2 separate regions of the Sus scrofa genome follow, and region 2 is linked to region 1. The links are chromatin contacts, called in public Hi-C maps. All regions are on one chromosome and are shown on one strand. The core of a region is the stretch at or near the end of the contact, and the rest is flanking DNA. Distances in the headings are between cores, read along the strand shown. Region 1 holds the start of RBM12 (RNA-binding protein 12). Region 2 holds the start of PHF20 (PHD finger protein 20).

Region 1 (5,895 bases), core at 1,421-3,920:
TTAAGCACTTGTGGGCCAGGCACGAGATTACAGAAATGAGATTTCAGAAACAGACAACAGTCCCTGCATTTTAGGGAGTGATATCTAAAGTATCTTTTGTGCAACCATTACTGATACTTTAAAGTTCTTCCTGGAGTTCCCGTCCTGGCGCAGTGGTTAACGAATCCGACTAGGAACCAGCCTTGCTCAGTGGGTTAAGGATCCGGCGTTACTGTGAGCTGTGGTGTAGGTTGCAGAGGCGGCTTGGATCCCACGTTGCTGTGGCTCTGGCGTAGGCCGTGGCTACAGCTCGGATTCGACCCCTAGCCTGGGGACCTCCATATGCTGTGGGAGCGGCCCTAGAAAAGGCAGAAAGACAAAAAAAAGAAAAAAAAGTTCTTCCTACACCTATAGAAGAAAATATTCATCTAAACTGAAATGATGGAGTGACTATCTACAAAATGGAATAAAAACAGCATGAACACTGTCACTGGATTCTAGCACCTGGTGTTCTACCAGCCCACAAAGTCAAGTTTCGCATCTAAAAATTGTACCAACAACCCCAAACTAATTATGCAAAAATTAAGTTATTTGGCATGTCAAAGCAAGTGAAAGAAGCCTGAAGTTTTCTGGTAATAGCACATAACAATATGTTCCAAGTTACTACCACAATGGTTTCTGAAGCTTCACATTTTTTGCCTAACAGATATGGAAATAAGAAAACCTGAAATTATGCATTACAATCCATAAGCAAAATAACCAATATTTAATCAAGCATATAAGGGTAATATAAAATGCATTCCCTGTTTCATAAAAATTTCCACTAATACTAAGCAAATCCTCAACTTTTATATAAACAAGCCAAACATTTCATTTTCTTCAAAAATTACCATAAAATTATTTTAACGACCTGTAACATTTCTTCATAACTTTTTAATATTCTTGGAAAATGCCTGAACACAATTTCCTTCCACTAAATCCATAAATCCACCATGCTATCAAAACTACCATATTTCAAAAACAACTACAACCAGTCTTATGTTATATTTCTGCAATAGAAAAATAAAATGAAACGAGAACAGCCTCTATGCCCAGACTTCTAGGATTCTTTTTCAATTGTGAATGCTCTGAAATATATTAAAAATGTAAACTAGATAAGATCCGAGGCAATTCGTGCTTCTGGTACTGCATTTTACAAAAATTATACAATTTAAAACCATTCAAGCAAGCTCTAAGAGAAATAATCATCACAAGTCTCTCCTTCAACAAAACCTTAATCGCAATCACATTTTTCTTCAGTAGGTTATATTGACAAGCATCAAGCTAATCGTGAATAATATAAAATGGTTCCTGCCAAGTATCCCAATTTACATCAGATCATCTCTAGGAATGCGGAGCCAAGCAGGGTTTTAGGGTCCAGAAACCTCTCTTTCGGAGCCTGCAATTCTTAGTATACAACTCTCGGCACATTTAATACTGAATAACCCAGAATAACTCACCGGAGCTCCTGAGATTTTTCACTATAACGCACACTCTGGAAGCACCCATAAAGTCCATGCATTTAACAATCTGGCAGCTCAATCTCCTGCACTAGTGTCCATCCCGGTCAATAACCTGTAGCTTCTCAAAGCCCCTCCCACCCAGTTCACATGGCTGCAAACAAGCACCTCCAGCCTTCAATAAACTCAACTCACGCTCCATCAAAATCGCCCACTCCCTCCCGAGGGACAAATAAAGGTGGTGCACTTAGCAGCAACTTCCCTACTTCGGGACCAAGGGGCTGACACATCACTACCATCTTCGGAGACCCCCACAATGCCGGGGCTGGTTTCTCAAACTGCGGACACCCCGAAGGTAAGCTCCGCCCCAAAGCTGGGCCTCGGAAGCGTTTCTCGACAAAACCCCTCCACCTTCAGACCAAGAAGGCAGCTAGTCCGGACTTCCTTTCCAAACTCGCGGGAGGGCACGTACTACAGCTCCTTCCCCACAAATGTGTTCTAATTGCAGTCCTCTTTTTCTGAGAGGCCGCAAGGGCATCCTTTCCACTTCCGGTGGAGGGAGTGTCCTCAATACGATTATCTCCTCACTTCGGGGCAGTTATAATTTCTGCCCCCATGTTGGGGCATAGAGATTCTGGTTGATTCGGGATGTAGTGTGTTTTCACTGCAGTTCCCGTTGGTTCGCAGGCCGCCAAGCCACCCAGCTCTGGACGCCTCCCTTTCAGTCCACGGGACGGTCCTGGCTAATGCCTCATCCCCTCTTCGGCAAGCAGACCTATACTCTTTTGTCTTTCCTGCATCCTCTCAGGCCCGAGTGGCGCAAGAGGCGCCCCAGACCCCCCGCAGCCATGCCCCAACCCTTTTGTGTGGGGCGTTCGCTGCGGCGGGCTCCGAGGCCTCCGAAGGCCCCGCCCCGGGCCACCAAGGGGCGGCTCGAGCCCCGCACAGCCCCGCCCGTTCCGGGGCTGCGGGAGTCTTACCGGGGAGAACTGCGCGGCACCCGAACCCAGACCCGAGTTACCCCCCGCGCGAGTGCCTCCGCCCCGCGGTCGACAGCCCCAGCCAGAACGGCTTCCCGGAGCCCAAAGCAGCCACCACCTCCTTCGCCGCTTCACAAGATGGCCGCCGGCCCGCTCAACATCTCCGCGTTCCAGAAAAGGCGGGACAGCGTGGTTGACGTAAAGGGGCGGAGCGACGCAGACGCGCTTAGGTTTTCCAGCGAGTTCCCGGAAGTCGCCAACGTCTGTGGCGAGCGGAGCGTTGAGTTCAGTGCCTGCGACTTAGGCGCACTAGCCCCGCCTTAGAGGAGTGAAGCTTCACGGTAGGATCGCAGTATGTGACTCCAGGTTTTGTGCAGTTGCTTCACTTCTTAGAGCCTCTGCCTGAGGGAAATACTGCCTACCTCCCAGAATTGTTTTGAGGATTAAATGGACCACACAGCGGTATCTAGTTCTATTGATGATGCCCTGACAAATGGACCAAAACCTAATTCTTTTTTTTTTCCCCATCAAAAATTTTCAGTCCTGGAGTTCCCATCGTGGTGCAGCGGAAAACGAATCCGACTAGGAACCATGAGGTTGAGGGTATGATCCCTGGCCTCGCTTAGTAGGTTAAGGATCTAGCATTGCTGTGAGCTGTGGTGTAGGTTGCGGACGCAGCTCAGATCCTGCGTTGCTGTGGCTCTGGCATAGGCCGGCAGCAACAGCTCCGATTAGACCCCTAGCCTGGGAACCTCCATATGCCGCGAGTGAGGACCTATAAAGGCAAAAAGGACAAAAAAAAAAGATTCAATCCAGGCGTTCCTGTGGTGGCGCAGCAGAAACAATCCGACCAGGAACCATGAGGTTGAGGGTTTGATCCCTGGACTCGCTCAGTGGGTTAAGGATCCAACGTTGCCATGAGTTGTGGTGTGGGTCGCAGACGCTGCTCGGATCTGGCGTTGCTGTGGCTGTGGTGTAGGCCGGCAGCTACAGCTCCAGTTAGACCCCTAGACTGGGAACCTCCATATCCAGGGAGCTTTACATTTTTTTTACCCAGTTGTCATTAATCCCTCCATAGCTGCACTTCAGTATTATTACTATAACTTACTTTTGGCCTTGCCTACAGCATGCAGGCAGTCTACAGCCAGGGATGGAAACTGCATCACTGCAGTGACCTGAGCCACAGCAGTGACAACACAGAATCCTTAACTGCTAGGCCACCGGGGAACTCCAAATATTATTTTATTATAGAAAAAATTATTCTCCTGTTGCTCTGGTCCTAGCCCCCCAGACACCACTCCCCCTGCCAATACCCCATTTTTTGATTAATGTTACCATAATTGAACTAATCTCTCAAATCAGAAAGTGAGGAATCAATTGACTTAAAATCAGGGACTAAATTCATAAAACTCCCAACAAATCTGGGAAAGATCTATGTGGCAGAGTAGCCTGGTGCTAGACCAGTATGACTTGAAAAAACCAGGCCATACTTTTAAACAAAATCTATACTTTCTTATATATATTTTTGCAGCTATAGTATAATGTATTAAAAACAAAACCTGCTAAATACAATGTGGTATCTAGGATTGGATCCTGGAGCAGAAAAAGGGCATTAGTTAGAAAACTGGTGGAATCTAAATAAAATCTGAAATTTAGTTAACATTAAGGGCCAGATGTTAATCTCTTGGTTTTGACAATCCCAGTTTTACGGAAGATGTTAAAATTAGAGGAAATTAACTGATGGATATGCAACTCTGTACTATCTTTCTCTAAACCTGAAATTATTCAAAAGTAGAAATTTTATTGAGAAGTTCCCACTGTGGCACAATAGGATTGGCGGTGTCTCTGCAGTGCCAGGATTGTAGGTCACAACTGTGGCTCAGATCTGATCCCTGGCCCAGGAACTCCATATGTTGTGGTGCAGCCAAAAAAGAAAAAAATCTATTGAAGCATCTACTGTAGTTCCATCTCTTTCCTCCCTTGTCCATCTATATTCACCCTACTTTAGCCTAGTGGCTTTCAAAAATTTTTTTGACAATCACTCACCTGAGAAATACATTTGCAACCTGTATATACAGTAAAATATATAATCAGGAGTTCCCATTGTGAAACAGTGAGTCAATGATCTGGCTCCTCTCTGTGGTGTTGCCAGTTTGATCCCCAACCAGCACAGTGGGTTAAAGATCCAGCATGGCCCCAGCTGTGGCATAGGTCACAGATGCAGCTCAGCTTCGATCCCTGGCCTGAGGAATTTCCATCAGGTGCAGCCAAGAAAGGAAAACAAAACAAAACACAACACAACAAAAAATATATATAAGGAAGTTCTTTTGTGGCACAGCAGGTTAAGGACCTGGTATTGTCACTGTAGTGGCTCAGGTTGCTGCTATGGCTCAGGTTTGATGCCTGGCCCAAGAACTTCCACATGCTGAAGGCATAGCCAAAATAAAATAAAATTTAAAAAAAAATAAAATTTTTGAAAGGATAACATTCAAATATATAACCAAAATAAAATACTTAAAATGTTTCATGTACTGTAAATTTTTTTCTTTCAATCTTTTTATTGTTGGTAATTTCCTACCTAAGGTTTCAGACACAACTGGAAAAAAATCTACTCTGGCTGTTTCAGCCCTCTATTTGTTTCTCAGTTTCTCAAACATATCATGATTTTTAATGCCTCATGACCTTTGTTCTTGCCATTCCTTCTCATTTCTCACTCATCCTTAGCACTTTTAAGGGCTAGAAATCATGTTTTGGAGTTACTGTCGTGGCTCAGTGGTTAACGAATCCAACTGGGAACTATGAGGTTGCAGGTTTGATCCCTGGCCTTGCTCAGTGGGTTAAGGATCCGGCGTTGCTGAGCTGTGGTGTAGGTTGCAGACTCGGCTGGGGTCCCACGTTGCTGTGGCTCTGGTGTAGGCCTGTGGCTACAGCTCCAATTAGACCCCTAGCCTGGGATCCTCCATTTGCCATGGGAGTGGGCCAAAAAAATGGCAAAAAAAAAAAGAAATCATGTTTTTGCTTAATTAACACCTCTGCCAGCCTGTGCTATAGCCACAGCAATGCCAGATCTGAGCCTCGTCTGCAATGTACATCACAGGCTGCAGCAACACCAGATCCTTAAGCCATAGAGCAAGGCCAGGGATTGAACCTGCATCCTCATGGATACTAGTTAGGTTCGCTTCCACTGGGCCACAACGTAACTCCAACACCTCTTCAAGAAAGCTTTCCTAGTACACCCAGCATAGTATGTTCTCTCCCTCTTACTTCCTCTTAACAATTTTATTTCTGCCTTAGCACTCATCACAATCTATAATAGCCTTATTTGTTTAATTCTTATTGTCTCTCTACTAGAATGAAAGCTCAATGAGGGTCTTTTTTGGTCCTGTTAACCAGTGTATCCCTAATATTCAGAATAATGTCAGGTATCTGATAGGCAC
Region 2 (5,983 bases), core at 1,097-3,596, 95 kb after region 1:
GGAGGTTCCTCAGAAAACTAAAAATCAAACTAACATATGATTCAGCAGTCCCATTCCTGGGCACATATCTAGGAAAAAACCATTATTTGAAAATATACATGCACCACTATGTTCATAGCAGCACTATTCACAATAGCCAAGACATGGAAACAACCTATGTGCATCAACAGATGAATGGATAAAGGTGTGGTACATATATACAATGGAATACTACTCAGCCATAAAAAAGCCACTGAAATAGGAGTTCCCATCGTGGCACAGCAGAAACGAATCTGACTAGGAACCATGAGGTTTCAGATTCGATTCCTGGCCTTGCTTAGTGGGTCAAGGATCCGGTGTTGCTGTGGCTGTGGCATAGGCCAGTGACTGCAGCTCCAATTGGACCCCTAGCCTGGGAACCTCCATATGCCGCGGGTGCAGCCCTAAAAAGATAAAAAAAAAAGAGAGAATGAAATAATGCCATTTGCAGCAACATGGATGGACCTAGAGATTATCATACTAAGTGAAGTAAGTCGAAAAGAGAAGGACAAATATTATATGATATTGCCGAAATGTGGAATCTAAAATATGACATAGGAGTTCCTGTTGCAGTGCAGCTGAAATGAATCCGACTAGTATCCATAAGGATGTGGGTTTGATCCCTGGCTTTGCTCAGTGGGTCAGGGATCCGGTGTTGCCATGAGCTGCAGTATAGGTCGAAGACCCAGCTTGGATCCCCTGGTGCTTTGGCTGTGGTGTAGGCTGGCAGCTGCAGTTGATTTGACCCCTAGCCTGGGAACTTCCATATGCCGTGGGTGTGGCCCTAAGAAGCAAAAAAAAAAAAAAAAAAGACACAAATGAAGTTATCTACAAAAAAGAAAGCCTCACAGACATAGAGAACAGATGGTAGTTGCCAAGAGAGAGGGATGGCAGGAGAGTCTGGGGTTAGCAGATGCATTATTATGTATAGAATGGATAAACAACAAAGTCCTATTGTATAGCACAGGGAACTATATTCAATATCCCATGGTAAACAATATGGGAAAGAATATAATAGAAGGTATAGGAGAATGTATGGGAGGTGGTGCAGCAGGTTAAGGATCCGCATTGCTGCAGCTGTGGCACAGGTTGCAGCTGTGGCAGAGGTTAGATCCCTGGCTGGGAACCCCCACATGCCAGCAGTTTTGGTCAAAAAAAAAAAAAAAACTATATATGCGTATCACTGAGTCACTTTGCTGTACAGTGGAAATTAATACAATATTGTAAATCAACTACTCTTTAATTAATACATTTTAAAAAAGAAAAAAAATGTGAATTAAAACCATAATGTGCTACCACTTCACACTCACTGGAATAGTTATAACAATAGAAAAACAGAAAAAAAAAAAAAGAAGACTTCACTGAGAAGATGACAAACAGATCTTTAAAGAGTCAGATTTGCCAAAAGCAACAGCCTCGTCAATGGCCTAGCACCTGGAAAGAGAATGGAACCAAAAAAATGGACAGCAGGTCATTGTGGCCAAAGGGTTAGCAGGGAGGAGAGTATTTGAAGGAGAGATTGGTTGTTTTAAGCAGGGGGAGTGACATGATTACATTTACATTTTAAGAAGTGCAATCTAGCGACCCAGTTTTTCCAATATAAAATAAAGTCGTTGTTGCCTTTCTAAAAAAAAACAAATGTTTAGCATTTCTCTTTAGGACTTCCCAAGTCTCATTGGGAAAGCATCTCAGACCCTTCTGAGGCTTCCTCCTTAATCCTTTGAGGCAGAATACAGCTCGTCTCCACACCAGCTATTGGAATCCTTTCCAAGAAGTTAATGAGGTAAAGTGGAGGAGAGATGAGGGCAAAAACCCTGAGGCAGGAACGAACCTGGCTTGTTTGGGGACCTGAAGGATGCTAAGATCTGAATGTGTGAGAATGCGAGAGAGGCACATTAGGCACAGACTCTGAAAAGCCTGATAGAATACAATGATGATTTAGATCTTAATCTGAAGAACAGTGAGTAATGAGTTTTGAGCAGGGGATGGCTGTGACTATAGCTGCGTTTTGAAAAGCTCCAGCTGAGTGTGAAGAATGGATTGGAAGGGGTAAGAGTAAGGAGATGGAGAAGATAATAACCACCATCCAGAAGAGAGTTTAAGGTGGACTAGAGTGGAATGTTGGCAGCGGGATGGAGAGAAGTAGGAGGCTTCGAGATGCATTTAGGAGGCAAAATTAACAGGCGAATCGGTACTTCGTGCTTCGGATCCGGGCGCAGGCCAGTTCCCGCGCGTCAGGGCCGTGGGTGTGACCCGCCAGGGCCGTCGCCACGGTGATAGGGACGGGGCGGGGCCAAGGGCGGGGCAGTTGAGGCGCTGCGTCACTCGGTGGTGGCGATGGTGCGTGTGTGTGGGGGGCGGGGGATACGCTGGGCGCGTCCCGGGGGTCACGTGGTGCGCAGCACGCAGAGCCCTTCTGTCGGTTGGTCCTGGAGCGGCGCAGCCGGAGCGGGGCTGTGAGGTGAGCTCGCGGCGAGGCGCGGCGAGGCGAAGCCGGCTGGCTGGGGCCGGGTCGGGTCGGGCCCGCGCCGCGCGCGCGCGCTTGCGCGCGCCGTGCGGGCAGGGACGGTGACGGACGCCACCGCTGCTCCGGTCCCCTGCCCGGCCCCGCTCCCCGCCTGGCCCAGCTTGCCCAGCCTGGAGGGAGGCCCAGGGACCGCTGTCGAGAGCGTGGCGGGCGTGCGAGCGGCACCCAATCCCCAGGGCTGCCCGCGAGAGTGACAGTGGCTGCGACCAATCAGCGCCGCCCGAGGGGGCTGAGCCGCGGGGTGCGGGCCCCGGGCGCGGAGCGGGCCGTGTTGGGGGTGGGGGGTAAGCGCTAGGGCTGGATCCTCAGCTCTGTGGCCCCGGAGGGCTCCACCACCAACCCCTGCTGTTTCCTTGTGCTTCGGGAACGCGTTTTCTTTTCTTGACTCTTTTATCGTATTCTGGGGAGCACACCCCTTCTCCAAGCCCTTGACTATGGGAGTGTCCCCTTTCTCTATAGTTTTGCAAAATGTGGTCGGTGCATCCCCTTTCTTAAGCTCTAGCCATGGAGTTTTATCTTAATTTGTAGAGCCTCCTCAACTGAGGATGTACCTCCTGACCCACGACCCCCTCAGTCTGGGAGGGCACTCCCATTTCGAGCCTCCAGTTGAATAAGCATTTCCTTTCAAATTTGGGGGTTCATCCCATTAGCGAGTCTAAAATCTGGAGCCCAGGAACCAGAGTTTTGGGAGTACTTATGTTCCCATAAATCCAAGGAAGAATCTCCTTTTCTAGGCCCAAAATCTGGTAACGTGCTTTCCAGAATTTCTTCATTGTAGGGGCTGCTTCCTCTCCTAACCCTTCAAATCTGGGCGTGCACTTCATTACCAGTCTCGAAAATGAGATTCAAATCCTGAAGTTTGGGAATACATATTTGTATTTATACAAGAGAATTCAGTGTTTTTTTTTTTTTTTCAGTCACTCTCTTCTTGGAGTTGCATCCTTTTTCATGAGTCCTCCAAATCAGACCACCTTATTTCCTGGGGGAGACTTACTTTCTTACGTTAAAGTGTGCTTGGTTCTAGTGCCCCCCAAATGTACAGCATGCACTCCTTCGGTTATGCAGGATGTAGGCACCTTTCTGATGCTTATTATATCCAGAGGGCACACCTTTTTTCTGAGTCCTCTTATTTCCAGGGGATGGTTTGTGGTTCTTAAGCTTTTCTGCCATCCAAGATATTTTCTGTCCTCAGTTTTCTTCCCTCTTTGGAACCACGTTTCCCTTTAGTTGGTCTCTCTGGTCAGTGCACCTATTTCCTCTTCCTTCCTTTGGTGAATGTATATGTTTTTTCAGCCCTACACTTTCTATGCTTCTGTGGCCTTTTTTTCTGAGCACACTTCCTATGTTCATACCTCTAAATTCCCCGCCCCCCCCCCCCCCCCCCCCGCACATTTTCTTTCTTGTGTCTTCTCTCTTATCTTTCTGCTAACAGGAACTCTTTCCTTTTGGCTTGCCCTATCCCTGGGGCATTTTTTTTCTGGTTTCTTTCTTCCTTTGGAAACTGTTCTGCTTGCTGGTAGCTCTACAGATTTTCCCCTTTCTTCCCCTTGCTCTGGAAGTGGCCTCAAGTCCAGGACTGCCTGACTCCCCAGGGCTGGATTTAAACAGAAAGGAATTCCCTTGCATTTCTCTGATTATTCACAGGGTTCTTAATCTTCCTGGTGGTTTGCTTCCTATAAGAGTCTGATTAGATGGGCACTATTTTCTCCTTTGCTTCGTTTCCCTTCATTGGGGAAAAAAAACAAAAGGAAAAAAACCCTCGAGATTCTTTAGTTTTGCTTTCAGCTCATAAACGTCTTCCCTACATTGGGTTCCTTCCTTTCTTTTATCAGGAGAAGAGGTAATTTGGAGGAATTTCCTGGTCACTCTTTTTTTCTTGTTCCTGGGGTACAGGTGGGGGGCATGAATATTTATCTCTCCTTGTAATCCTCTCACTTAGCTGCCTAGCCTTTCTCCTAACCCCCACCTTAAAATCTGCAAATGTCTGAGACCCCTTTTCTCTTAAAAGCCTCTCACTAGGTTCTTTTCTTTTGTGTTTCCCTCTGTCTTTCCAGATTTTACTCAGGGCTTCTCAGCCAGAACCCTAACCAGATTAATTTCTCCGCAGCTGGAATCTCAAGTGCTTATGGGATAATGACACCTCTGACCTTTCTCCTTTTTGGGAAGTACTTGAGTGTGCAGCTGTATGAGGCCTCAGTGGGGGAGAGAGTTTGAGGCTGAGAAGCTACCCTGGCAGGATAAGTCAGGAAAATACTGCATTTTCAGGACCATGTCCTTCTGAATCTCATTTGAGGATTGGATGTTTGCCAAGCACCTGCTTCTTAGGGATGCTGGGAGATTTAATGATACTCCCAGGAACCTGTAGGAGTTATTGAGGCTTGTGGAGAAGTGCTCTGAACTCAGTGTTGGAACTTGAATAAAATTAATCGTTGTATTTTCAAAACAACGAAGTTGATTTATATTTCATGTGTGTGAAAACCCTAGATCTGTGATACTTCAGGAAGTGAAAATAGATCCCACATTTAGATCATATGGTCACCAGTAAGTACAAATTCATTAAAAAAAGTTGGAGGTCTGGGCAGTACCTAATAAAATATGGTTTACAGAAAGCAAACAGGTACTTTGTCTCTTATTTGCCTATTTGGTATTCTATCTGTGTTCTACTATATATAGTCCCACCCTTAAAGTGTTCTGCACCAGTGCTTCTCAAACTTGAATGTGAAGTCTTGGTAAAATGTGATTCTAATCCAGTAGGTTTAGGGTGGGACCTAAATATCTGATTTTTAAAAAATTTCCAAGGTGTTAGGTTCTAGGCATAAAGCCAAAGATTTCTCTGTGAAAATAAGAAGGTGGTGGTTAGCCTTATGCTGGGGCATTATTTTCCATTTTCTCTTGACACACATCCCTTAAAGTTTGTATAAGGCCACAGTCTCTTTTGGAGGATTACTCTAGCATTTATGGTTATTCTAGCATTTAGCTTTTAAAATCATTGCTAGAACTTCTCCAGGAGTTTGATTTCTATGTGTTTTGCTCTGGTTCCTCACCTGTCATCTTACTATGGGTAGTGAGTCTGAGATACCCCAAGTCAGCAGGGTCACAGGTGTTAGAATTTCTGAGGAGTCTTTGATTTTGATTTTCTAGGTTCTGGGAATGGCCTGGGAAAGGTAGGTGCCTGGACCTCAAATGGAAGCTACTGACTTGTCTTTCTCTATGGGAGCTTCACAAAGGCGAATGGTAGTGGTATTTTATTTTATTTTTTTTTAATGGAAATTATGGCTTATGATACTCTCCTTTTGTGTCCACATCAATTTCTAAGTCTTAGTGTGATTTTCCTTTCTAAGTATCTTAGGGCATCTGTACCGATTTCCCTGGCTATCGCTTGTCATGGCCTTTCCCCAGATGATCCTATTCTGGGCCCTAATCAGGACAAACCTGAAT

What was found. A called contact is a pair of places that touch in the nucleus more often than the background predicts.
Region 2: a contact with region 1 is called in a Hi-C map of liver, with 6 times the contacts expected there. The contact joins the promoter of PHF20 here to the promoter of RBM12 in region 1. A contact is called at or near these places in 2 of 47 Hi-C or Micro-C datasets (epiblast stem cells and liver) and 1 of 2 datasets of contacts at active chromatin or transcription factors (alveolar macrophages).

What each region holds. Positions count from the first base shown.
Region 1 is chr17:38,994,634-39,000,528 of Sscrofa11.1, forward strand. RBM12 (RNA-binding protein 12) reads right to left here and starts at 2,671. Exons shown (of 3, transcript XM_005672896.3): 1 at 2,577-2,671. CPNE1 (copine 1) reads right to left here and starts at 2,556. Exons shown (of 16, transcript NM_001143703.1): 1 at 2,459-2,556.
Region 2 is chr17:39,090,450-39,096,432 of Sscrofa11.1, forward strand. It overlaps PHF20 (PHD finger protein 20), which reads left to right and starts at 2,347. Exons shown (of 18, transcript XM_021078131.1): 1 at 2,347-2,479.